7 separate regions of the Mus musculus genome follow, and regions 1, 3, 4, 5, 6 and 7 are each linked to region 2. A link is a contact called in public HiChIP or PLAC-seq data. All regions are on one chromosome and are shown on one strand. The core of a region is the stretch at or near the end of the contact, and the rest is flanking DNA. Distances in the headings are between cores, read along the strand shown.

Region 1 (3,745 bases), core at 220-2,719, 640 kb after region 2:
AATGGTATTGCCTACAAAGGAATATCGTATAAGAAATATATTACCATATTATAGATTTAAGTTTTTTCTCTTTATTGTTTGTTAAATATACACAAATGGTATTATACAGAATGCCAAACAAAATTTGCCTCTTTAGGCATTTTAAGTATATAATGTAGTGGCCTTAAGTACATTCATTCACAAGGCCATAGACTCACTACCACTGTGTATTTCCAGGATGTTTTTTATCAACTCAGATGCTAGCAGCACTCATTAAATGTTACCTGTCCCTTCTCCTCTCCACCAAACCTTAGTAATTGCTGCTTCTCACCTCCATGAATCAGTCATCGTAATTCGCCCTTCTGTCTTCGCTGTAGCATGATGTTTTCCAGATTCAGCTATGTTATTATAATATGGACCACAATAATGCTCATCTTTTGGTCTGAGTAGTATCCCATTGTGTCCATGGCCCACGTTTTGTTTATCTGTTTGTCAGTCAGTAGACATTAAGGTTGTCTACTTTAGGGCTACCAAGATGATTGCTACCCTGGACGATGGTGTAAGAACATCTGTTTGTGCCCCTGCTTCTGGTTCCTTGTGGATGTAGCTAGGAGCTGAACTCTAGGATCACATTCTTTGCGATACTCTACGGCAAATCCATGATTCTATTTTGAGCAAATGCCATTCTGTTTTCCATAGAAGCTGCAGTATTCTACATTTTCAGCAGTGCATAAAAATTCTATTTTTCACAGCTTTATTGATATTTGTTAGCTTCCGTTTTAATAGCTGTCCTCCTGCATGAAAGTCAGTGGACCTAGTGTTTTGAAACTTTCTTCTAATGATTTGTATGGTAAGCAAATACATTTCTTCTATGATTCTGATGAGCTACAGTTTCAAAATTCTTAGATTATTCAGCTATATGTGAATACAGTCTTTAAAAATAACCCGGCATTATTGAATACTTGGATTGTCTGTAGTTTTTCATATAATAAATTATGAGGAGATGAACATAGAATTTTTTTACACAATTATTATTTCATTGGTATAAGTTTGAATATATGCTATCATTGAATCAGAGAGATGACCACATAAGATGTAATCTCTACTTCTAAATTACATCTATTTAGTTATAAAAAACAAAAACAAAAACAAAATCCACAGGACAAGAACCCTTTAGTGATCGAATACCCACACCACCACTGTTAACCCTAAAGATTTCACTGGAATATATTTACACCTATGAGATATAGAAACCAGTTTATCAATTTGGTCAATAAAATAAAAATGGCATCAGTCAGGCCTTTTACCAGATGACCTGGCATTCCAAAATGAAGAAGTTTTTTATTATTCTAACCCAGAGTTGGAGATGAAAGTTTCTTCAAATATGTGTGATCACTGTCTCTCTGATTCAAGTTTCCTGTATCTCATCTGCTGTCTCTGCCTGGAAGCATGCAGAAGTAAATCCTTCACTACCGTGCTTTGCTTGTGGTTATTTGAAACCGAGAGCTCAGAAACGAGATGATTTCTATAGAAGAGAATCAGCGCATCTCGATGAGTGCACACAACACACCAAGTCTAAATTACAGCCATTAGCTGGGGAATTTTCTTCCCTCTGGAACATGTTTACAAAACCATCCCCTTTGGCTTCTCCCTGCTTGCTAGGGTGGATGCTGTAAAATTTATCAGAAGACAGGCCTGTGAGCCACAGACTGAACGTTCCCCATCTCAAAATTAAAAATATACTATCCTCCCATAGCCAAACCACTCTCAATGCTGACACCGGCACTGTGAGTGGGAAAAAAAATCCCACAACTGGTCTCATATGACATGTGGCATTGCAAATAAAGGTGTACTGAAAATGTCTAATGCAATTACCTTTAGGCTATGGGTATAAGGTATACATGAAACATAAATGAAGTCTCGTCCCCAGGATACCTCATTATGAATCTGTAAATATTCCAAAATCTTACAAAAATTTCAAATCTGAAAGGCTTCCGGCCCATGCATTTTAGATAAGGTATGCTCAACATGTTCCTGCTTCATCTGAGTCACCTCTGTGAAAACCACAGACCTATGTACTGGTTCTCAGAAGTACGCACAGCACCTCAGCATTGCCTGCTAAAGCACACCCTGAGATTCTTAATCAATGAGCATAGGCAGAGCCTGCAAATCTGCCTGACTTCTAGATTGCTGTTGCTGCTTAAGAGATGCTCATTAGAGGCTGGGGGTGTAGTGCAGTTGGTAGAGCGCTTGTCTTGCATGCCTGAGATCATGACTTTGATGCCCAGTACCACATAAACCACATGTACCACTTTGGTGCTGGTACATGCCTGTAACCCCCGAGGTCAGAGAGAGAAGAAGGAGGATCAAGAGCTCAAAGTGATCTTCAGCTACATGCAGAGTTTGTCACTGGTGTGGGCTGTATGACATCCTCATTATAAGAGACACTATTTTAATTGATGCTACTATCACTTATTGGTGACATTTTTTTGGATGATCATTTAGGTGAGTTAAGAGAAAGTGGCTGTATAGTTTCTGATAGTCACGACAAATAGCCAGCCATGCATGAGGACTGGAACTAGGTTTTATCCTCAGGGCACCTTATTTGCTGAAAACTGGTGGCATCCTCCACATAGATTTGGCATCAATCAATAACTGACTTCTCTACAGAGACCACGAATCAATCTGTGTTTGCTTCAGACACCAGAGCAGCTCCTATTTACGTGAGATGCACAGACCATTTGAAGCTTGTGATTTCTTGCTCTTTTAGTACAGCATCAAATATACACTTCTTGAAGCAAGGATTCTAGTTTGTACCATGCTGGGGCACTGGGCATCCGGCTACTCCTGTTGTTTAACAAGTCAAGGTAAGGAAGTTCAATCTGAACGTGAGACAGAGATGTGTTTAGCAAGGACAAGAGGTGCCACAGAATGTGAGATGTGTTTGTGTGGTCCCTTTGCAGCTGAACTTGGCCGCAAGACTTGATTTGGCACAGCAGTAAGTGTGACAGAACTAAGGCATGGTAAACACTTGCGGACCAGGGATTGCCCTCCAATAAAACCTCTCTCAGAACAAGCAAAGGCTTTGTAGGTTAAGAGGTGATGATGGGTAACCTCGAGGAGGAAAATGGTGAAGAACTGTAGTCCATCTTCTTACCCCAGCTCAGCGAGCTCAGCCCTGCAGGAGACCTCAGCTGTGCCCTTAGTGCTGGGAAAAGGTGTCTGAGCGCTGCTCACCACCCAATTCTTAATAACTGAAAGAACTTGCTACAAAGCAATAGATAGAAATAGATCAGGAAGGATAAAAAAAACAGATTTTAAAATCTGAAAAATAGCAGCCACCTACAGAGAAATTCCTGCTTTTGATGTACCTGGGCGATCCTTTTGTTGGAATCTTTGAGAAACAAACAAACAAAAACATGGTGTCAAGACAAAAAAAAAAAATACCCTGTTTATCTTCTCATCAGTCTTCTACTGGTTCCCTGTAAGATTCAGGCACTGTCAGTCAGATGAGACAGGGGAAGGCAAGCAAAGAGCAATCCAGTACAAAATGGGGCGTGCTGTGAGGGACAGTTCAGGAAAATGGGGTTGGAGCATAGCTGAGAGAGAGCCTCCCAAAATAGGTAACCTCAGAGAGAACACTCCTGCTGGCTGCTGCCTTATACAGAGCTCAGAGATGGCTTAATCACAAGTATTTATGTAAAACTCAAACTTGGTGGGGGGGGGGGGGGGGGAGACCTAGGGAGGTGGGCAAGAAGCAAGGCCA
Region 2 (3,641 bases), core at 315-2,814:
GGGGAAAAAAGTGTACTTTGCTCTAAAGCATACGCAGCTAACCACCGGATCACTCGAGTGCATATTTGGTTAATCCCCTGGTTTCCCTCTCTACTCCCTCCCCCCAAACTTACAAAAAAAAAAAAAAAAAAAAAAAAGCCACTACACAAAACAAAAACACTCCCTATGCCAAGCAAGACGCTGCTATACTGTGCACAAAACAAACCTAACCATCACAACCCAATCTCAGAAACCCAGTTTTCAGGGAGAAATTATTCGTATTAACATGCATTCACTCAGGCACACATATACTTTTACATGAGCTATGTTTTTCCCCTCAAACTAGAAACCATGAATCTTTAGAACCAAAACCAGCCTCTTTATAAAAGTCAATACCAATAAATGCATTCCCAGTAACATGATTCCCAACTGGGTCATGTTGCAAGCTAGATAAGCCAAAAGGGCCACATATATTAAATGATGTGCCAGTGCTAGAAGATCGCCATAATCGTACTCTGGATTGCAACTTAGCTTCCAACACACATACCTTACACGATTTTCCAAATAACACTAATAACAGGCTCATTTGTATGCAAAGTGCAATATGGGACCAAATCCGCCCGAGAATGCAGTTAGATCACTGCGGGGGCCCCCACACACAGAACCCCAACCTCCACCAAAACCCCTTGCCTTTCACCAAAACTACATCAACGTTGTGTCATTCGAGGTCAATTTATATACTTGAGGTATCTCTACACCAGTCTGTTTTCTCAACCAAACTAGGCAGACACGACTTTGCCTGAAAAGCCCTTTCGGAAAAGAAAGAGCTTTATCGGACGCTGTTTAAAACCTTTCAGCTGCAGAATTATCTATAAACTTGACATTCACAACCATCGCTTAAAACTGCAAGCCAAAGGATGTGTTGTTAAGAGCACTTACGTATTTCTTCTGAATGATATTCCTCTTGGGTCTTTCCTTGCTCATTCTGAGATCCAAATGCTGATTGCAAAAGGGGACAATTGCTTCATGAATTTAAAGCCGTCAGAAATTTGCAAAAAAATATCCTGGTGGTTTTTATTGTTGTTGGTGGTGGTTGATCTTGTAATCCGACTTTTCTTCCTCTTCCCCCAAAACCAGATTCGCCTTGAAATAAATCCGAAATTGAGAAGGATAAAAGAAAAAATATAAAAAGAGCCAAAGACGAGCGAAGCAAACAAGAAAAATTCACTTTAGTAAAACACTCATAATGGAAAATTTCCCCCGAAACATACAACAGACACAAAAAAAGAAAAGAAAAAAAAAGAAGAAAAAAAAAAAAACCGACGCCCTTCACTCCCCCCCTTTTTCTTCCAAAAACTACATCAGCGAAACGTGAAGGTCCTTAGTATCTGATCTGTAGTTACATCTTGAAGAAGAAAAAAGGAAAAGATAAATTTAAAATGTTGGAAGTCACGTTTGTGCTGCAGCAGCAGTGCGAGCAGAAGAGTCAACTCCAGCGGCGGCGGTGGCGGCGGCAGCACCACAGCGGAGGGCTCGCCGAGTCTCTTTTTTCCAAGCCCCTTAACCAATGAGAGAGAGGCTAGCCAGCCCAACTTTAAATGGACTCTGCTTTTATACAAGTTAGGGCTCCTCGGCTAATTCGCCACCTCCCGCCAGCCGAAAACTCCCACAGCTGAGCCCCCCGCACGCCTGCCTAACCTCTGCCCACAAGCCCCGGCCCGGTGCGGAGAACTCCCGCAGCCCCGTCGACGAGACCCCGGAAAGGCCTCCACGAAGCCTCTGCGGGCCGCCCGTCAGGCGCCTCTCCCACGCCGAGCCCAGTCGTGGAATTGAGAGAGGCTCCCTAGCTCAATGCATGGCACGCTCGGTCGCTCCACCTCAGCCCCTTCCCCCCCCCCCCCCCCACCCGCAGTCCGCTCACCCAACAGTCGCCGCATGCAAACCTTCGCCACTGCCCTCACGTCTACCTGCAGCCGGGCAGCTGGGTACCAGTGCCCCAGGACGCCCGGCCCGGGGGAGAGCCGCCTATTCCCGGGGCACCTTAGAATAGTCCCCTTGATCTTCTGGAAGTTGTAGTCCCTTGACTACAAAATGGCTATGGCCACGGAAGCGAAGAACTACAATTCCCAGCGTGCCCCACGCCTCCTGTCACTCAACTCCCTTTTCCCCGATCGCTTCCCCCTCCCCCTTCCCCGGGCCCTGCCAACAAACGCTTGGACGTGTCCCGCGTGCGACACTGCTAGAGGCTGGCTCGGGATTGGCCCGCGGAGCGTGTGGTCCGGGAGCGAGGAACTCCCCACGCCGGCCCCGCCCCCCAGTCCCCTCCCCGCGGGGGCCGCCCTCCCGGCCCGGCCCGGCTCGGCCCGGCCCCGCGCGCCCCGCCCCGCCCCCACCCCGGGCGCGAACCGCCTGTGGAATCGAGGAATCGGCGCGCGAGAGCGCGCCCGCGGGCCCGCGAGGGCAAGCCGCCAGGCTTCCCGGGGGAAAGGCCTCGGAGCGTGGCGGCGGCGGCGGCGGGGGGCGGTGTCAGCGAGGGGTTGGAGCGGGTCCTCAGCCAAACTGGGCCACGCACCAAGAGGGATCCTCGCTCGGTGCGAACTCGCTGATCGGCAGCGCCCGCTTGCTTCAGCCGTTGCCGGCGGTGTCACCTCAGGACAAGCGCCCGTGTGCCGAGCAAGCGGGCGGCCGCTCGGCCGCCGGGGTGGTCCGAGGTCACGGCTCCAAGCCGGCCCGCGGCCGCACGCGACCCCACGCGCGAGGCAGACGCGGCTGGGGCAGCCTCCCGGCGAAAGCTCGCGGCCTCGTGGTCGCCGGCCCGCGTGCCCGCCCCTGTCCCCGGGGCCGACGCGACCCTAGGCCGTCGCCGGTGGCTCCGAGGTGAAGCCCCGCCGTCCCTGGAGACGGTGAAGGGGGTCTTTACCCTCAGGACTAGGGCTGTCCGCGACCGAGACTCCCAACGCCGAGGTGAAACCGTGAACGGAAAAATGGAGACCGACCCCCCAACACAGGCAGCCCGTAAGGAAGCGTCTCGAACACTGAGTGCCCGAGAGCCCAATGGTCTGTGCCCCGCAGCCTTACCTGCCCCAGCCCCTGCCCTGCCCAGGCTCGCCAGTCGCTCAGATCAATGGATCGCAGGCCCTGCTGTCGCTCTCGGGGGCATTCGCAGGAACTTTAGCACGGCTCCCAGCCTCGGCGCTAATTTCCTGGTTCTAACCTATGGTCTTCAAGGTCCTGCTTTTCAAATCTGACTGGCTAGCCTCAGGGAAGCGAAAAGGCTTGGAGCCTCTCCCATCCACCTGCAGACACACATTGGCTTCTTCCTCTCTCTCCTCCCGGGCAGTCGGTTCCCAAAACAAGCACTCCCGAGTCACGACCATTCCACTGTTAGTCGCAACAGGGCAACTTAGTCATGGTGTCTAGAAGGTTCTAAAAAAGCGAGTTAACACCTATGGATTCAGAGGTCACAGTGGCCACTTCAGACAAGTTGAGCGATGGCTTTCCTAAGCTGCTCAGTTTCCACATCTGCAAGTTGATTCCGGCCAAAGCTTATGGAGAGGATTATAAAGTAACAAAACCCTAGTTTAGAACCATGCAGGTTATTGGACTGTTTCATGAGTTGACATAAGACACCCTTATTTTTAAAAAGTTATACCTCATTATTT
Region 3 (3,654 bases), core at 1,140-3,639, 750 kb after region 2:
TCACAGTTGCCTAGGTAACTTTTAAAGAGCCTTGAAGACTACTTTTGTTGAAAACACCAACTCTTCCCTTGGACCTGCAGATGTCTGATGGGGTGACTGGGACAGGATGAAAAGACTGGATGTCTCTGTCTCCATTCTGTGTCTGTCTCCTTTGCAGTCTTAATCTTTGAGCTAAAGATACCTACCAGCTGTCTCAAATGAAAACTCCGGATGGTAAATGAAAAGAGGTGTCACCTGAGTTCCTGAGCGAGCCCTGCCTAGTCCCAGAAAACATGTTAATACTGTCACCAGAGCCAGCAAGTCCTCTGGATACAGAAACATCAGCATAAAGGATGGGACAATGTGTACTGAGAATTTGGTTACTTTTTAAAAACATGGAACTATTATAAAAATATGTTATATTCTTATATATTACACATTATATTATATTGTATTATATGATGTAAGAATATTCCAGGTGTGGGATGTAGGGCTGCTTCAGATTGTCTGCATCAGCTAATTATGATTTGCCTCGTGCTCTAGCAGAGGTGTGGTTTTGCCAGCTGCAGATCATTTTGTCAATTGTGTGACGTTTGGAGTTCTGAGGACTTTTCAGAGGGTATATAAATTCTAGAACCTCAAGTGGTGGGAAGGGTTGTTGGTTGCTGTTAGTCCCTGTTTGTTAAGTGGTTGTACTCAAAGAAGAAACATAATAAGATATTAAATGTCCTGACAGCAAAGATCAAACTTGCCCCAAGGAACTCAACACCCCTAATCAGCAGGAAATAGTCTCACAATAACATTGCCTCCTTATTGATCCCTGATTTTTTTTTCAGGGCTACTGTTAGGGAGTTGAAATGGTGGTAGAAAAGGAGTGGCCAAGTCTTCCACATTTTGGTCACCTCACTCTCACAGAATCTTATAAATCATCAGGAACCAACAAGTGTGTTTAAAATGCTGATTAGGTAACATGTCTTATGGTTTTATGATTAGATTCTTTTGGTTAGATTCTTTTTTTGGGCTAACAGTCTAGCTTGATTAATAAACAGAAAATCTTTTGGGGGTGGGAGACTACAGTGTGCGGAAGGTTATAGTGTGAAAAACTAGATTGTATAATGTATGTTTGTTGGAGACAGTAGACGGGGCAGAAGTCAAAGGATCATCAGGGATAATTTGGGAATCATGATGGTGTTATGCCAGAAAGCTTTTAGAATGTACCAATTCTGTCTTGAAACAGCTTTACCTTCCCACTAGATCCACAAATATATCCATAGAGAAATTACCTGCAAAGCTCACTTTCAGTTGGTCTTCATTCTCCCAAACACAATGTGTATATGGGGGCTGGGCTGGATCTCTATCTACATGAACTCTGTTTAGAATCCAAGCAGACAGGCCTGATGGCACTTTTGTTCTTTCCCCAAGTCTAAGAAGAAAGGCCAACCCAGACATGGAAAGAACAGAAAATGAGCCCAAACTATGAGAAACCAAATTAACACAAACCTATTTGTGAGTGTGAAATGTTCCAGTCAACAACCAGGACTGTATTGGCTAATGACATGCCACATCGTGGCCAATAAAAATAGCTTCTTATTTGGAGAATGCTTTCTCCCATGCCCAAAGAAAGGCTGGGTGGAATGGAAGAGCAGTAGGCTCTGCCTGGAAGCAGATAGAATGCCTCCCTCCCTCCCTCCTGTTTACCCCAGTAATGCTGTATATGTCCCCACTGAGGAGGCTTGACCCCCCTTCTTTACCCTCCGTTCTCATCACCACCCTTCAAAATCTTATCCCTCTATGGGAGAAATCAGGTGCCATGCTAAGGATTCCATCTCCTTGAGTTCTGAATGCCTGATGCTGCCTTTTAAAAACAAAAAAACAAAACAAAACAGACTCAGTCATTTCCTTCAGTTGTGGAGCATTCTGTCGTTTTAGCCATTCTTTTGTCCTTTTATTTATCCTTTTATGGGTTTGTCAGTACAGTTTTTAGGCTAAAACCTCAGGCTTTGGCCACACCAAGGAGCCAGGCTCAGCCATTCATCCCAATGTACCAATCAACGAGACTGGATAATTGCAAAAACAGAGAAAGATGTATTCAGTATGTCTGTTGAAGCAAGTAAAGGGGTCGGTCCAGTGACAAAAGGCAGTTCTCTAAGTCAGCCTTGGGTGACTGGTGTGAGGTTTAGGTCTAAGGAAAGAACAGGAGGTATCACAACTAAGCAGTCCTCACCGAAGTGGGGTCCAGCCCATCTTTGAGCCATCAGGGTCTCAGGCCTTGTTTACTCTACGAGGCAATCCCATAAGTTGTGAAACTGCCTGCATTGTCTTGCCTTCACCGAGAATCGAGAATCCTCATCAACTAAGGGGAGGGGCCGGTCCTGTGAGGCTCCTGTTCTCTCTGGTGTTTGAGATAATTCACAAAGAAAGGACATTGTGAAGGACAATGAAGCATGCCTGTGTCCTCTGCCCAAGGACAGAGACAGAACGGGGACAGAAGGGCCAGGCTTTTATCCTGCTTTTCCTAACCTTTTGGTGAGGACTGAGGAGTCCATGCTTAACCAAAGCTGCCTAAGTCCCTGTTTCGAGTCTCCCAGAAAACCTTCCCTTCCCTTCCCTTCCCTTCCCTTCCCTTCCCTTCCCTTCCCTTCCTCCCCTCCCCTCCCCTCCCCTCCCCTCCCCTCCCCTCCCCTCCCCTCCCCTCCCCTCCCCTCCCCTCCCCTCCCCTCCCCTCCCCTCCCCTCCCCTCCTTTCCCTTCCCTTCCCTTCTCTTTTCTTTTCTTTTCTTTTCTTTTCCTAAGCTCATCAGATTCCCTTCAGAGTGCTGTGTCAGCCTCTGCTCTTTTCTCCACTGTTGTGTGTCCCAAATCCTAACACGGTATCACCACTTTGAGACCAATACAGAAAGCTGAGTAGCGGCTCTGGCTTTCACTAGTCTGCCTGTGTTCACTGCCTACAACCTGGGTTTCTTGCTTTCTCCTTGGGAGCAGCTAGTTATTCTCTCCAGGATAATATCCAGCCTATTGGCCAGACTCACCAGTCACAAATCTAGGCAGTCACATAGAGTGAGCAAGCACCTGGTGAAAAGTGACTCGACTCGTGGTGACGTTGAGGATGCCTCCGTAGTTGGTAGATAGAAGACTTAATCTGCCTCCTTGGTTTCACTACACAGCAGACAGAGCCCTCTTTGTTCAGGTCACTTTTTTCTTACCACATGGGTAACAGTCAGTTTCTAGGACTCAGCTTCGCTTAGACATCCTCTCTAGAACTTGAAGAATTATTGGCCATGTTAGAGCCTCCCCACGGTAATAAGAAGCTAATTATTTCACCCAACACAAACACACATTAATTTTGTATTATGTGCAAGTATTTAGGCCTGGGTCTGTGTGCACATACATCCGCAAAATAATCAAATATCTAAATTAAAAAACGGCGAGCTGGAAAAAAGACATTTATGGATGCGAAGACGTAACTGCTGTGAAAACAGCCAATTTAGAGGAGAGGTTGGCCTTTAATTGGCCAAGCTAAACAACGCACAATTACTACTAACTTGATCCCCGAAGATCGGCTCTAATCAAGTCATGTTTAACTTGGCTGGTTACATTGCAGGCAGCTCCTACGTCCTCTGATTTGGTACGTTTGCCTAACACAGAGCCTCCCCGTGGCTGACTTTCCTTCCTCAGT
Region 4 (3,431 bases), core at 797-3,296, 990 kb after region 2:
CAGGACTCTTACTTGTATAGCCAGGGTTGCTTCTCTGGGCATGTTCTAGGAGATGATTTAGTTCAGTGACTATACACTACTGAATTTTCTTAGAGTCACTGCTACAGGGATTCATTAAGCCAAGGTCCATGGACAGGGCATCCAGAAACTAGAACTAGTTGTTCAGTGCGCTGTTATTGTCATTGGCTGAAATGTGTCTCATCACTAGCCTGCCCGCTACTCAAGATTCCTCTGTTGAAAAGCTAACCCTAGTGTTTTTGAGAGATGATTAGATAAGATTTAGATAAGACCTCCCCCCAAGAGGGTGCAGCCCCTGTAAGGATGAAGAAACTCCTGACCTGCCCTCTGTTTGAAGAGTAAGGATGGGGTCAGATACGAGGCAGCCTTCTGAAGGCAGGAAGAGGGCTCTCAGCAGGAAATGAATCTGCTGGCACTTGACATCAGACTTCAGCACTTAGAACCATGGGAAATTATTGCTAAATATTGCACCTCTGCGTCTGTGGATTTTGTTTTTCAGGCAGAACTAAATACACATACAATTATATACACACACACACATATATGTGTGTGTGTGTATTTGTGTGTATGTATATATATAATATATATATATAAACTTACTAACTTTATTTGCATGTCCTTTATACTTCTATGTCCTTTTACACATTTGAAAGGATTGCTCTAGGAACAAATTTACAGATTTCCCCCATAGGATCTACAACAAAGACAACAGGGAGGGTCTTTATTTCCCTGTGTTTGGGTCACATGTCTACATCATGAGAATAGTTTCTGCCCATCCCCCAGGGTGAGGAACACTGTTAATGAGGCTGCAGTTGGTCTGCTTCTTTGGATAGCTCTTCCCATGTAGATCAGCATCCCTGCCGGTCCCTCTCACAGACCCTTCCCTCTGGTTCAGCTGCTATCTGACAAGCATGTGCTGTCTGGAGAAAAGAATGTGTTTGAAGGAGAGGATAGCCAGTCCTGTTTCTGGGAACTTAGCTCCAAATCCTTCAGATTCAACCCTAGTGCGGTCACTTAAACTTAGAGAGACTGAGAAAGGGGGGGGATCCTCATTAGGTTTCAGGACAGTCTGACCTACAGAGTGAATTCTAGGCCAGCCAGGGTTACATGAAAACGTGTGTGTATGTGTGTGTGTTATTTGCATATATTTGCATATAGCTGTTTTGTTTGCATATGCATGAATATATATGTGTGTGTATATATATATACACACACACACAAAAACTAGGTCTTAACAGCAGTAACCTTTGCTTGAACTATCACAATAATTGACCCTTTGCAGGACCCTCCTCCAGGTTGACATCTGGTAAAAGGGAAAGTTAATGTTGATTCTTAACAAACCTCTGGGCCTATTTGTGAGGGAAACTCTTTATTCGGTTAGCTGAGGTGGGAAGGCCCATTGTAAGTATGGGCTGTGCCACTCCGTGAACCAGGGTCCCGGGATAAAAAGGAGAGAGTGAGCAGAGCATCGGCATCTGTCACTGTCCGACTCCTGATGGCAGATGCAGCGTGACCAGCTGCTTCACTTTCTGGCTGTCATGGCTTTTCCCGCCATGATGGACTCTGAGCCAAAATAAAAAGCCCCTCTTCCTCAAGTTGCTCTTGTCAGGGAAGGAAGAAACGAGCCCCCGCATTCCAACCATGCCAGCAGTGCTCACTAATGATTTGAACTTGAAACAGCTGTCAACGCCTTGGTCTTCGGTTCCCTCATCCGGCACGTGGTTAGTTACCATTACAAAGGCTCATTTCCAAAATGTTGACGTCTGGCCTGCACTGTCCTTCACCTTCTCAACTTTTAAGAGTGACCAAATTTGAGCTTTGTCGTTGTAATACTACTGGATGACAACCCACTTTCATAAATGGGAACCTTGGCTTCTAGAAGAGAAAACCTACAAGTTCGAAAGTCACCATTTAATACCGATCTAAGCCGCACAGACCAACAGGGCTCGCTTTTGAACAGGCTTGCTCAGTATGTTTGGCTTGCTTTGTTTGGCTCGATCTGCAGGCTCTGTTTCACTACACCACCGCTAGGTGGCAGGAAAGCGCCACACAGCTCTAGATTTGCCACAGAACCCTAAGAACAGCTGCTTTGTACTGGGTCCTGAGACTGGGGGAGGGGCTCACAATTTTAGCCAGTGATCAACTGTGCTGGAGAAAGAAAGATAGATTTGGGGGTACATTGTAGAGAGGGGACATTGTAGGGAGTTGTATGTTGGGGGACCTGTGTAATTTCTCTTTTCATGCTCTCTCTTTCTCTCTGTCTCTCTCTCTGTCTCTCTGTGTGTCTGTGTGACTCTGTCTCTGTCTCTGTCTCTCTGTCTCTCTGTCTCTCTCTCTCTCTCTCTTTCCAGAATATTTGTAGCACAGATAAAAGTGAATAAGAACATAACTCAAAGCATCCTGAAAGAAAGACCAATAGAAGAAGGTGAGATCAGCTCTTCTTAGCTCCATTACCTTAAGGAATCAACTAATAGCAAAATAAAATGGGTTTTTTATTTTTATTTTTAAAGTATGAGCCAGCTCTGTTTGGGGGAAGCCATTTTTCTTCCCCTAGAACAAGAGGCCTCATGAAGTGTACATAGGGTGTGCTGTGTGGTGGCATAGTCACAGTGACCTTTCTTTTAGGAAAGTTGTTGATGAGTGGAAGTGAGACGTGCTCTAAGTCGGCAGAGTTGTTCCTCACGGAAGTTCTGCTCAGTGCTCTCAACCCGAGTCTGCGACTGCATGCTGGTCTTCTATCCCTGACTCTGGAGACAATCAACTGCACGGAAATTCAAATTTGAATATCAAAAGAAAATGACAGAATCTTCAAATGAGAAAAAAAGAAATATACACTGTACAAAGCCCCTCGCTTTTGTCTGGCATCCTTAGACACAGTGGGGAACGATTGCGTTTCTGTGTGTTTGGGGACGGCAGGATGAAGACCCTGTGTCTGGGGCTCTTTTCTTTAGCAGCTCATCAGAGAGCTAAGGAGTGACAGAAACGCTGCCCTCTGGGAACATCAGGCAGTTGCTGCAATCCCTGTAGATGCTTAGAAGCAAGCGTTTATGGAGCTGCTAAGCAGAGTTTCTTTAATCCCCAATTTCCCTTTTCCGGAACCAGTTGTTGTTGTTGTTGTTGTTGTTGTTGTTGTTGATCCCAGTTCTAGGAGATCTGATGCCCTCTCTTGACCTCCATTGGCTCTGCACTTACTTGGTGCACGTACAAGGGCATTCACACACACACACAGACTCTAAATACATACATACATACATACATACATACATACAAAATTTTTTAAAGAAAAAATTCCAGTGGAAAGCTGGAATGCCATTATCCCGTGACTGCCGTGCAGTTTGTGGGCTGAGACTTGTGCTTATTTTTTGCGACCTGGATAACAGAAGGACGAAGTGTCCTCTGTGCATTTTGTATTC
Region 5 (3,492 bases), core at 992-3,491, 790 kb after region 2:
CATGCAAATGTGCTGATAAATAAAGCCCTGGCTGCATCTTGGAGCTTCCTCAAAAACTGATGTGCGTGCTGTCTGCTGAAAACGGAACCCTTAAACACTCCTTAAACGTTTAAGTGTACGCCGCTGAATCCAAGGTGTCCATTTGATGTGTGTCAATTCATGAGGTACACAAAACAACAAGAGGAATGTGAGTCTTTCCCTCGCAAGTTAGCTGGTGAGGATGCCTGGGTGAGGCAGGGCTGCTGGGAAGTTGCTCCCCACGAGGAAATGGCTCCCCACACTTATGGTAAGGAGTCCTTTCAAAGTCACTAGCAGGTGAGTTGTGACTGGCTGTGAGCCAGTTATACCACATCTCTTTGGGATCTTTCTTTCCACTCTTAGTCTCCATTTCTAATGGAAGACAGACACCAGGAAAAGAGAAGGTCTCCAAGGTACGATTGACAACTTCACAGGCTTCTAAGCCAAAGCATGCACCAAACAGACGTGTTGACAGCTGACCCAGTTGTTACAATGTCTCAGCTCTTGGTCGGTTGTATCTTGCAATGACAATTTTCCTAAGTTGCCTTTGTGGTTTAGGGGACTGCCACATGTTCGTGACACATATTTTTTAATTATCTATAAACCTTGTTCTTTGTTTTCCTTTAGTGATTTGGAAGCTGCATATGTAGCTTCCATAATAATAAAATGATCATAGGCACACCGGCTACCCAGTTAGTGAGAGCGTGGGTACACGGGCTACCCAGTCAGTGACTTCCAGGTGTGGCGACATGGCTGCGTTCTCCATGGAAAATGGAAGTGTTGTAGATTGCTTCCAGACTTGGCGGAAAATATTACACAAGAGCTCCTCTGGGGGCCTTTCCCATCTTCCAGAGACATGGAATCCAGCAGAGCGCTAAAGAAGGCAGCATGGATCCCCAAGAAATGGCATCTGCTGATCTGCCCTGTTGGCCAACTTCTCACCTCTTGAATTTGAGAGTGCAAATATCTTCATTTAAAAAAATTGGCTTAAAAGTTTCTTGATAAATACTAGTACACATTTGGGTCTTTAGACATAAACTGTATTTTGTCCTAAATAACATAGGCATTGAAAGTGTGATTATAATTAGTACCAAGATGAGCTTTCATATGTAAATCCTTACCTAAATGTTTAGGAGGAAGTTTCTTTCTTTTAAAAGGGGATTATTTTAGTGTGTGTGTGTGTGTGTGTGTGTGTGTGTGTGTGTGTGTTGGTGACCAGTGGGCCAGAGATGTCAGAGTTACAGATGGTTGTGAGCTTCTTGATGAGAGTGTTGGGAACCAAAGGAAACATACACAGGTGACCAGAAAGAGCAGTTTGTGCTCATAACCGCTAAGCCATCTCTCTACCCTATAAAAGAGTTTCCCTATTTGGCAGTCTCTGAATTAGACTCACAAAAGAAGCAAGGCAGAGGGCTCAGAGCCTGTGACAGGAAGACATACAGAAGAAATGCTGATGAACCACTGTCCAAGTGAGTCGGGTCCATTGTTGTAGTTCTCAAGACAGGACATGTGCCTTTTGGTTCCTTTTTTAAATACTGAATTTAACCTTAACATTCTTCTGTATATAATAGAATTCTGCATACCTGAGATGTATCTGAGATTATTTTTGTGAGGTCTTGTCACCCAATACAAAATTCTCAGAGAGCTATCTGCAACATGTAAGAAACTGCTCTGCTCAGTTTATTGCTTGTTGGGATGCCATGAAGTGTTTGGCTCAGCCGGGAGACTCTTCAACTACAAGAAAGGGGACAGCCATCTCCAGTGGGCACTGTCAGGACTTGAAGCATCCAAGATGGTTTCTCTGTCTTTACTGTCTTGCTTAATGTAATTCCTGGGCATATAAACACCTAACTTGAACAGCCTAAAAACTTGGCCGCCTCTATCTATTTTCAGATTTGGACATAGGCATTAAAAAAAAAAAGAGTCATATTTAAGAGATGAGGGAGAGAGCCACCTCTTGACAGAGCAGGTTGTATTTACAAAGGAGAAAGGCACTGGCTGCGCATACAGTCTACCTACTACAGGGAATTGTAATATAACAAAGAATATTTCTGTTCTTTATCCCCAGTTCCTAGAACAGAGCTTCAAAAACTCTTGGATCTTTCAAAGTGACACATGTCTAATTCTTTTGTTGTTCATAACAAGGGCCCCTTTCTATCATAGCTGGGCATATGCTAATGAAATGACTCATTATACAGAGCTCTCAGACAGCATCCGGTAATCCCAGTCCCCCCCTCCCCAGACCCCCCACAGGGTTAGAACTTTGGAATTCCAGCCCCACCTCTCAATGTCCTGAGAGGGGAGAGAGACTGGAGATTGAATGCAATTCTAATCGCCTGTGATTAAATCAATTATGCCTATATAATGAAACCCCGATACAAATTCCCAGCACATGGAGGCTCAGGCAGGTTCCCAGCTGTGGCACATAGCCTTGTGCTGGAAAACATTCATGGAGTCTGTGAAGAGCTGGACACCAAGCCGCCAGTCCCAGACCTCACCTTGTGAAATTCTTCATCTGGGTTAGCATTTGCCTGCTCTGTAAGTAAGTAATAACAGCAAGAGGGCAGGAGAGATGGCTCTGTGGGTGAAAGTGCTTGCAATTCTGCCCCAAGACCCAAGTTTGATCCCCAGGAGAGACATAGTAGGAAGGAGAGGACTGGGACTGACTTGGTGTCTGGGACCTCCATGTGTGTGCCATGACACATGCACATATACACATGCACATAGATAGATAGATAGATAGATAGATAGATAGATAGATAGATAGATAGACAGACAGACAGACAGACAGACAGATAGATAGATAGATAGAAAAACGAACAGTAAGAATAGCTCTTTCTCAGGTTACAGGAGTCACCTAGTCAACTAGTCTCATGACTAGTTGAATTGTTGAGAGTTGGGGGGAATCCTCCAAAACTGTCATCATTTCAGACAAAGGTGTTATTTGGGATGTGACTGCTGAACTTGTGGGATGGAAGCTGGCTCTAGTTCACTGGCATCAGCCTGGACTTGTAGGATAACCAGTTGGTATCAGAGGACGCCTGTGGGAAGGCAACTCCCTATAACATCACCTAGAGGGCCCGAGTTCAGTGGCTCATGTATGCATGGCCCATGTGCCCCTTGCAAAGATATCATTTTCCTGTCGGTTAATGTTGGCATGTGCACTCATAATGAATAAGCAGCTAGAAGGTGTAGGCAAAGCACTTTATAAACTAAAGAACATAAAACAAGTATTAGCTAAAATTATGTACCAGACCCTGATGCATAGTCAAACATCTCAGAGCACGAGTACTCGGTGGCTAGAGCCTCAGCCACGTGCCAGCCAAGTGAGAGAAGTAATGAATGTAGATTCCCAAACTAAAGATAGAACTTTCGCTCTATGTGGCTTCCGTGTGCACTTCTGGAATCCTTTTTTTTTTTTCCCCCATTCAATCCCAGGCAAAAACTTGGCAAATGTCTCCTCATGAATCATCT
Region 6 (3,427 bases), core at 895-3,394, 620 kb after region 2:
GAGGATGCTCACAGCAATACTTCATACAGAACCAGAAACAAGAAGAGCTTTAAGTGGCTTTCAGTGGAGGGGTAATTGTAACTTCACGGGCTGCTTCTGTTATACGCTATTATGTAGCTCATTAGTCGGCGAAAACTGTTAGTGGTCCTGGGAAGGAAAGGTGTCAGGGATAATTTTGGTGGGGATTCAGTTGCTCTAATTTTTGTTGAGTTTTTAGTTAGCATACAAACAAATGAGTTTCACTATGGCAATTTTACATGTGTGCTGTGTGTGTGTACATGTGCGCATGTGCATGTGTGTACGATGATATAATTCTTTACCCGTGTTTTATCTTTTTCCTTCTCCTGCGTTCTCCCTCCTTATACTATCCTCTCTTTTCATGACATATAAAACTACCAGTTAGATAACATTCAATAAAGCTCTAAGTGATCTCTATAATCTATAGTTATATCAAATCTATATCCATCTATCTATATCTCTCTCTCTACATATATCTTGTTTTTACCCAAGACAAATCTCTGTGTGTTCTTACAGGCATGAAAGCACACACGTGGTACACAGAAATTCAAAAAAGAGCCAGGGAGAGAAGGATAGTAGTGAAGGATAAAGGACGACAGTCACTTCTCGCTTTGAAAATTCTGCATTGTTTGAAACTTTCATAAGGGCCCCACAATACCTTTGTGAGCTTAAAAATAACTTTAAAAAAAGAAAGAAAGAACGAAAGAAAGAAAAACATCAGACAATGTGAAATCTTACAGGGTTCATAAAGATCATATTCTCATCTTATGAAGATCATATACTTGTCTTTTATTTAAGAAGAAGAAGAAAACAGCTCTGCCTGGGCCGAGAACATCAATGTCCTCCTCACTCCCCCCACCCCCTTTGGCTTTTCCCTCACTGTGTTCCTTTCAGATCACCGGGCTTTGTGCTGTTTCCTTTCAGCCATTTGTCAAGGCTGTTTTCTTAGGGATAGCGATGCCTTATTTGACAAGTGCAGTACCTTACGATGTATCTAGCTGATAGAGTTCACAGACAAGCACATCTGACAAAGTATTAGATATTACAAATTATGAAAAAGGTCTGTCTGCTGTTTGTTTCCCCAAACTAGCAGCTTCCAAACATTTCCCATCCAGGTTCCCCTGCAGCAGGTGTAACAGTGCATGCATACTGGTGATGAGTGTGCTCACGGTCAGGGTGAAAGAGGCACTTGGAAAGCATTGCACCATGAAGGGACTCTGAAAAAGGAGCTGTGTCCCTCATGCTTTAGGGGGCACCACACTGTCTTTAGAGGTTGTGCCCTAGCAAACATGAACAAGATGTGCACTTAATTCCTATAAACCAAAGGACAAACCCGATCCTGAGGATGTTCGAGAAAAGGGCAAACCAGGGAAGACTCAATTAGAAGGTATAACTTTGATTTTTTTTAAAACCTATTTTTAACAATGGTTCTTTAATGCTCTAACCACCCTTTTAGCCCATCACCCACCAGAGGTAACAGAAAAGTAAAGGATACGGGAGAGGTGGACCTGTTTAGAAATGGTTCATTGGAGCAACTTCCATCTATGTTGTCTGGAAATTGGCTGGTCAGTTCACATCAGCAGTTTCGTGCACAGTCACTGCCCATCTTTGTGAACATGAAAGTGGGAGGGGAATGTATGCACAGGCCTCAGATCCATGGAGTGCCGTCCCTGATAGACAGAACGCCATATTCACTTCTACTGAACAAATGGACAACACTGGTCTACACTCCAATCCAAAGTTTTCATCTGAGCACACACCCGGGGGCATTCTGGGGGTTGCAGTCTGCAGATGCATGGGATCTTGTGATGGCTGCCACCATCTTGAACATCCTACTGATTGTTTTACAGAGAACACACAGCCCTCTCATATCCTGGTGGTAAGGAATAGCTGTCTAATTGGATTTTAGGCTTGCTCAGCAGAAATCATGACTGGTCCTGGAAACCTAGCTAACTACTGGGGCTAGTGAGGCTATAAACCTTGTAGGAGGTTTATAATTACCACTTTAGTAAACACTCACAATTCTTAACTTCATTCTGGATATTTATCGTCTTACACACAGGTAAATGTAGCTCTCACCCCTCTTCAAAGAAGCTTCTCTTTGCAACAGATGGAGACCATTACAGAAAAACACAGCTGTTCAATAAAAAAAAAAAAAAAACCTGTTAATGAGGTGCACAGCCCCAGTGGATAGGTCTACAATGCAACTCTGGTACCAAAGGCTCAGGAAACATCATGGAAGACAGGAAGAAAGATGGTAGGAGCCAGAGGATCTGGAAGTCTGCTGTGAGATGATTCTGCTTGTAGAAATGATAGGGGAGCTACAACCATGGTACCTCAACAGTACTGGGGCCTAAATAAGATCTGAATAATGACAAAACCAATAGACATGCTAACGTTTAAGGGGAGCAAGTCTCACAGGGCCCCAACTGTAGACAAAAAACTGAAGGCAACACACACACAAACAGATTCATCAGGTTGCACTTATATTTTGAAGCACATATCTACATGACTATATAAATATACATGTATATATAATATATATTATATACATATATATTTAAAGAAAAAGAGACTGAATTTCAGAGGAAGGATTGGAGGAAAGAAAGGGAAGGAGGAGGGATTGAGATGGCAGTTTAATTAAAAAAGACAAAGGAAAAATGTTAAAAAGAAACAAAAGACTATTCAAATGTATCTAGATAGATAGATTATGGTATAATCAGAATAATACATATAATACATAATATATCATATAATATTATAATTATATAATTAATTATATAGTATATTATAATTATATAATTATATATTACATAATATTATATATAATATATACAATGTATGTGTATATACAGAATAATAATATATATACATATATATACACACACACATAGAATTCACTCTATCAAATAGCATTACAAAATGTATGAAAAAAATCTATGAAAAAAATCCCCTTTTCCTGCCCTTTCTATGCCTGAATTCCATAATTCTGAGGCAATTTAAATCATTTTAGTATCAATTCCTGCATTTACTTCTACTTTCCAAGGAACATTCTTATTACTTACTGTTTTGTTTTTGTTTTTGTTTTTGTTGTTTGATAGTAACGGTCAACTTTCTTATGTGTATTTTTAAATATACATAAGAACTCTTGCACAGAAAACGTCATAGCTATCCACTTCTTCTATATATAACTATAGACACTCCTCTTTCCCACGTTCTCCTCACGGAGCTATATGAAAATACCTGATTATATTATGATTAGATGTTTGTATTACAACTGTAAAAGCTTTGTTCACAGCAGCAGTAGCACCTGGTCTATGGTTTGATTTTCTTTCTTTCACAACTCTTTGTTTTTCTGGGAATTACGGAACAAACAAAAGCAATAGCTTTGTTTCTCTATTTGTCCCAT
Region 7 (3,694 bases), core at 356-2,855, 700 kb after region 2:
ATGTGTGCTAAGGAGAGATGGAGTGAAGTCCAAGAGAGATGGGGCGTGTTTACTATGACTAGCCAAGTGATCAGCTTTCACTTCCATTCGTTAAACTTGAACCCCAAAGTATGCAGGAGACGTGAGCTACTCTCCTATTCCAATGATATTCCCCTCCGTGGCATTTGTGGCTCACTTTTAATTTCTAATTAAATGTGTACTGCAGATTTTTTTCTCCCTTTAAAATAATGAAGAGTAACTGAAGGTAAGAATTTTATCATTCTTGCAGTTAGAGGACTATTTAGTCATGTTGGGCTCTCTGCGACACCCCCCCCCACCCCCGCCCCCCACACACACCTGCATAAGCCTTTGCTCAGGGTTACACTGACAAGCCTCATGAACCATGGCTCCTGTTTTGTAATCTCATCCTGATGTGGCCACACTGGCTTATTGCTTGATTCGTCTTGGTTGTCGTCTATTCTAATGACTACAGAGTTGTCCTAATAGACTGCACTTACCCAGGCACCCTTGCTGGTATAACAAACGGGCATCATCTCACTACAGAGGAGTTTCTATACCATAAAAGTATCATTCTGCGCAATTTTAGAATGGACTGATGGCCCATGTAATCTTCGTTTTCTAGTGCCAAGAATGAAGACCCAAAGAGTGGGCACGTCTGAAGTCATAAAGGAAGGCACTTGTCACTGGCCAAACTCACTCCATTTTGTGCCTCTTTGGTTCTGCATTTGCTTCTGTAACCTTTTATTCTGAGTTCTCTCGAATTTTAACAATAATAGAGCTGACCCCGAAACCTGTTTGTGACACAGGACTCATACAAACATTGGTCAAGCCTAGAGGATAGGTGTTATGCTTGCACCTCCCTAGTGCCGGTAAAAGCACTCAGTTTACTTGGTAGTAGCAATGGAACACCCGGAGTTATCAGCTGAGCAGTTCCCCCAGCCATGCTCATTTCTGTAATCAGCAGCCTGGAACAGGTGGCTAAGCCTATCCTCTCAGGGCTGCCAGAGTCCAGGTGTTTAACATAAAGTCTTCGGTTACCACCACGCAGAACATTGAGTTGGGACTTGGCAGCACCCAACGGCATCATTTTGTATTCACATTTATGCTCTGCCCAGCAGTCCCACCACCCAGCAGTCCCTCAGCCAGAAGTCCCCATACCTACTGCCTCAACCTTTGCTTGGAACTTAGACCAGTACTAAAAAACCCTGGTGTAAGAATGACAGGTGACAGGTGAACCCCTAATGACAAGTAGGGGCTTGCATTGTCTTCACTGGAGAATGTGTGACAAAGGTCATGACTGTGTTGGCGTCTAGTGATGGTGTTGGTGGTGTTGGCCAGGCTGTCAGCCTTATTTAATGTCTAAGTTACTGCCCCATGAGATGGTATTGTTGACCATTTCAGGGACTCGATTCCTCCACTCATGGGGGAACCTCCAGGAAAGGAAAGAGACCCTCAGCCAGCATATCCGATTCCGATGTCATCCTGTTGGACATCAAAACCGACTGAAGACTGTGCTGCAAAATGTTTTCCCTTTTCAGGATGCTAATGAGGGCAAGATCACACCGACGGGTGTGCGCGGCAGCAGCGGTGGCAGGCTCTGCAGAGTATTTTAATGAGCCTATCTGTAATGAGGGCTTGGTGTGCGGTTCAGTCTACACACTAGCCCGTGTTTAAAGACATTTTCCTCCTGCTCTCACCCCGTTCTCAGCCCTGGCTTTAATTCTCTTAAACACTAACATTAATTGGCCGTTAAGTAAAATAGGAGCGAGCACAATAGATTTATGATATTTTGAAAGGCTATACCAGTTCTCAAGCGCTCAGAAAAACAGGCTTGGCTTTTATGAGGCGATTATGATTTAGTGTTTTTCTCTCGCCCTGTTGAATCTGTGGGCTGCCTCTCAGACGGATCCAGGATAGCTGTCAGAGCCAAGATTTACAGTCAAACCCTTTCAACATATAAAGCACAGGAGAAAGTTTATTGTTTTGTTGTTGTTGTTTCGAAAGCAATATTTCCTTGCGCAGTTCCATGCTGCTGGGTTGGGAGGGGGGTGTCTCTCCTCCCCTCCGGAATGGTCTCTATAAATTTCTTCTCATAAGGCTGCTGGCTCATCAAAAAGTGATTGTTTTCCACAAGCAATCGCAGGAAAGCATGTCAATTTAGATAACTTCTGCCCCCTCCCCCAAGCAGGATATGTCCACCATGTCGATGTTCCGCCCATTCTCAAGTGCTCAGGAATTGCCCACCTCTGACGAGCGTGAGGAGTGAGGAGCAAATGTTATGTTTCTTCTTCCTACACAGGCTCCCAGCCTAGCTCACAGGAATACAAACCCGTAGCCCTTGCTTTCTCCTGGGACAGACCCTAGGATTTGCCTCATCTCTTCTGACATGCTAAGACTGAGGCAGTTTCCTTGTCTAGGAGTCTTCAACTGCTCCTGCCAACACTTTTTTTTTTTTTTTAATTAGTAAAACAAGTCAGAGGGTGTGTGGTCTCTAAGGACTTCCCTCTAAACGGCTAAGATCTTCTGTTTGCGATCCAACTGTGATATTTTAGCTCAAGGTGTGTGTGTGTGTGTGTGTGTGTGTGTGAGAGAGAGAGAGAGAGAGAGAGAGAGAGAGAGAGATGCTGACAGAAAAGGGGGGTGATTTAAGTGTCCCCCTTCCCCATATTTCATCCGAAGGGCACTTACTGCCCAAACTCACAGCTTTAATGGAGTTTGAACTTGCGAGTCTTTGTGTTGTGATTGTCCTGCGGCTCCAGAAAGACCATACCAAACCAAACAGTTCCACGTGAGGTTTATTGAGAGAGAAAAGGGCAAGGTGGTGGCAGAAAGAGAAGTGGGGGAAGAGAGAAAAAGAGAAAGAAAGAGAGAGAAAGAGAAAGAGAGAGAGAGATCAGAGGGACCTTCCTTTATATGTGGGTAGTGATGTAGACACAGGTAAAGGTGGGGGAGGTGAGCCAAGTGGATTCTGGGAATATGGTGGCTGTTGCCTTGGCAACAGGTATACGAGCCTCACTGTCACCTATATGTGATGTCATGGGTTTCAGAGGTCCTGATACCACACTCTGGGAAGTACTTAGCATCAGATGAGGCCATGTGGGGTGGGGTCCCATTGGGGGCAATAATGACTTGAAAAGAAGAGATCCAAATCTTGTCCCGTGACTCACTATCTTGTTAGGATGGAAAAGGTAACTACACCAGACACCAGATTTATGCTTCTCTTGGACTTCTCAGCCTCCTGAATGATGAGCCAAATAACCTTCTATGCTTTATAAATGAACTGGTCTGTGGCTGTCAGGTACAGCAACAGCAGAGGAATGAGACTATATGTCAGAGACCATGACCATAACCACACTCCTTACTCTGCCTCCTACACACTCATTAATCTTGATCTACACGGTCCTTGTAGGGACTGGCAATTTTAGCAAGATTCTCTCTCTCGCTCTCTCTCTCTCTCTCATCTCTGATATCTACTGTCTTTCTTTCACTAACCTGAAATATCTCTGCTTTGGCTAGACTGACTGGCCGCATGCATCCAATATCTGCCTACCTCTGTCCAAACCCTGATCCCTGAGATTACAGACTTGGAGATCATGCCCAGCTTGGTACATGGGTGCCAGTGCTTCAAGCTCAGGTCTTCGTGCATGTACAGCCAGCTCTCTTACCCACTAAGCATCTCCCCAGCCTAGCAGGC

Evidence for each region. HiChIP or PLAC-seq counts read pairs in DNA pulled down with a chosen protein or histone mark.
Region 1: an H3K27ac HiChIP or PLAC-seq map of thymic regulatory T cells shows a contact between it and region 2, with 4 times the contacts expected there. The contact joins the enhancer-like site here to the promoter of Jarid2 in region 2. A contact is called at or near these places in 7 of 39 promoter capture datasets (cranial neural crest, hippocampal neurons, liver and 4 more), 5 of 484 Hi-C or Micro-C datasets (Sertoli cells, cumulus cells, embryonic stem cells and 1 more), 26 of 115 datasets of contacts at active chromatin or transcription factors (T-cell acute lymphoblastic leukemia, acute myeloid leukemia, astrocytes and 17 more) and 1 of 9 other capture datasets (adipose tissue).
Region 3: an H3K4me3 HiChIP or PLAC-seq map of bone marrow-derived macrophages shows a contact between it and region 2, with 6 times the contacts expected there. The contact joins the enhancer-like site here to the promoter of Jarid2 in region 2. A contact is called at or near these places in 8 of 39 promoter capture datasets (the 3T3-L1 cell line, cranial neural crest, frontonasal cranial neural crest and 4 more), 2 of 484 Hi-C or Micro-C datasets (cranial neural crest and nephron progenitors), 18 of 115 datasets of contacts at active chromatin or transcription factors (T-cell acute lymphoblastic leukemia, astrocytes, bone marrow-derived macrophages and 13 more) and 1 of 9 other capture datasets (adipose tissue).
Region 4: a contact with region 2 is called in an H3K4me3 HiChIP or PLAC-seq map of neural progenitor cells, with 8 times the contacts expected there. The contact joins the enhancer-like site here to the promoter of Jarid2 in region 2. A contact is called at or near these places in 4 of 39 promoter capture datasets (the 3T3-L1 cell line, cranial neural crest, hippocampal neurons and 1 more), 4 of 484 Hi-C or Micro-C datasets (B cells, embryonic fibroblasts, nephron progenitors and 1 more), 23 of 115 datasets of contacts at active chromatin or transcription factors (the 230-238 cell line, T-cell acute lymphoblastic leukemia, acute myeloid leukemia and 18 more) and 2 of 9 other capture datasets (adipose tissue and liver).
Region 5: an H3K27ac HiChIP or PLAC-seq map of embryonic stem cells shows a contact between it and region 2, with 2.9 times the contacts expected there. The contact joins the enhancer-like site here to the promoter of Jarid2 in region 2. A contact is called at or near these places in 10 of 39 promoter capture datasets (the 3T3-L1 cell line, cranial neural crest, frontonasal cranial neural crest and 5 more), 1 of 484 Hi-C or Micro-C datasets (cortical neurons), 22 of 115 datasets of contacts at active chromatin or transcription factors (T-cell acute lymphoblastic leukemia, astrocytes, bone marrow-derived macrophages and 14 more) and 3 of 9 other capture datasets (adipose tissue, embryonic stem cells and pancreatic islet).
Region 6: a contact with region 2 is called in an H3K4me3 HiChIP or PLAC-seq map of embryonic limb bud, with 5 times the contacts expected there. The contact joins the enhancer-like site here to the promoter of Jarid2 in region 2. A contact is called at or near these places in 10 of 39 promoter capture datasets (the 3T3-L1 cell line, 3T3-L1-derived adipocytes, cranial neural crest and 6 more), 1 of 484 Hi-C or Micro-C datasets (embryonic stem cells), 17 of 115 datasets of contacts at active chromatin or transcription factors (T-cell acute lymphoblastic leukemia, acute myeloid leukemia, astrocytes and 13 more) and 3 of 9 other capture datasets (adipose tissue, liver and pancreatic islet).
Region 7: a contact with region 2 is called in an H3K4me3 HiChIP or PLAC-seq map of forebrain, with 7 times the contacts expected there. The contact joins the enhancer-like site here to the promoter of Jarid2 in region 2. A contact is called at or near these places in 3 of 39 promoter capture datasets (cranial neural crest, second pharyngeal arch cranial neural crest and trophoblast stem cells), 3 of 484 Hi-C or Micro-C datasets (nephron progenitors and uterus), 23 of 115 datasets of contacts at active chromatin or transcription factors (T-cell acute lymphoblastic leukemia, VIP interneurons, acute myeloid leukemia and 15 more) and 1 of 9 other capture datasets (adipose tissue).

Annotation. Positions count from the first base shown.
Region 1 is chr13:44,087,360-44,091,104 of GRCm38.p6, reverse strand. No RefSeq gene overlaps it. Among named protein-coding and RNA genes, the nearest start is that of Gm33630, 11 kb to the left of the region's middle. Within about 2 kb of position 1,469, at least 10 of the 459 cell types and tissues checked have an H3K27ac peak or open chromatin away from gene starts, as enhancers often do. A contact at or near this core is called in thymic regulatory T cells, where this site is marked.
Region 2 is chr13:44,729,194-44,732,834 of GRCm38.p6, reverse strand. Jarid2 (jumonji, AT rich interactive domain 2) reads right to left here and starts at 1,564. Exons shown (of 18, transcript NM_001205043.1): 1 at 919-1,564. The coding sequence starts at 963.
Region 3 is chr13:43,975,391-43,979,044 of GRCm38.p6, reverse strand. No RefSeq gene overlaps it. Among named protein-coding and RNA genes, the nearest start is that of Gm2233, 28 kb to the right of the region's middle. Within about 2 kb of position 2,389, at least 9 of the 459 cell types and tissues checked have an H3K27ac peak or open chromatin away from gene starts, as enhancers often do.
Region 4 is chr13:43,738,451-43,741,881 of GRCm38.p6, reverse strand. No RefSeq gene overlaps it. Among named protein-coding and RNA genes, the nearest start is that of Gm20751, 23 kb to the right of the region's middle. Within about 2 kb of position 2,046, at least 27 of the 459 cell types and tissues checked have an H3K27ac peak or open chromatin away from gene starts, as enhancers often do. A contact at or near this core is called in B cells, T-cell acute lymphoblastic leukemia, bone marrow-derived macrophages and 2 more, where this site is marked.
Region 5 is chr13:43,935,515-43,939,006 of GRCm38.p6, reverse strand. No RefSeq gene overlaps it. Among named protein-coding and RNA genes, the nearest start is that of Gm2233, 12 kb to the left of the region's middle. Within about 2 kb of position 2,241, at least 20 of the 459 cell types and tissues checked have an H3K27ac peak or open chromatin away from gene starts, as enhancers often do. A contact at or near this core is called in embryonic stem cells, neural stem cells and trophoblast stem cells, where this site is marked.
Region 6 is chr13:44,113,323-44,116,749 of GRCm38.p6, reverse strand. No RefSeq gene overlaps it. Among named protein-coding and RNA genes, the nearest start is that of Gm5083, 6.1 kb to the left of the region's middle. Within about 2 kb of position 2,144, at least 1 of the 459 cell types and tissues checked has an H3K27ac peak or open chromatin away from gene starts, as enhancers often do. A contact at or near this core is called in embryonic limb bud, where this site is marked.
Region 7 is chr13:44,024,987-44,028,680 of GRCm38.p6, reverse strand. All of the region lies in intron 1 of Gm33489 (a long non-coding RNA gene), which reads left to right. Among named protein-coding and RNA genes, the nearest start is that of Gm33489, 18 kb to the left of the region's middle. Within about 2 kb of position 1,605, at least 29 of the 459 cell types and tissues checked have an H3K27ac peak or open chromatin away from gene starts, as enhancers often do. A contact at or near this core is called in embryonic limb bud, forebrain and uterus, where this site is marked.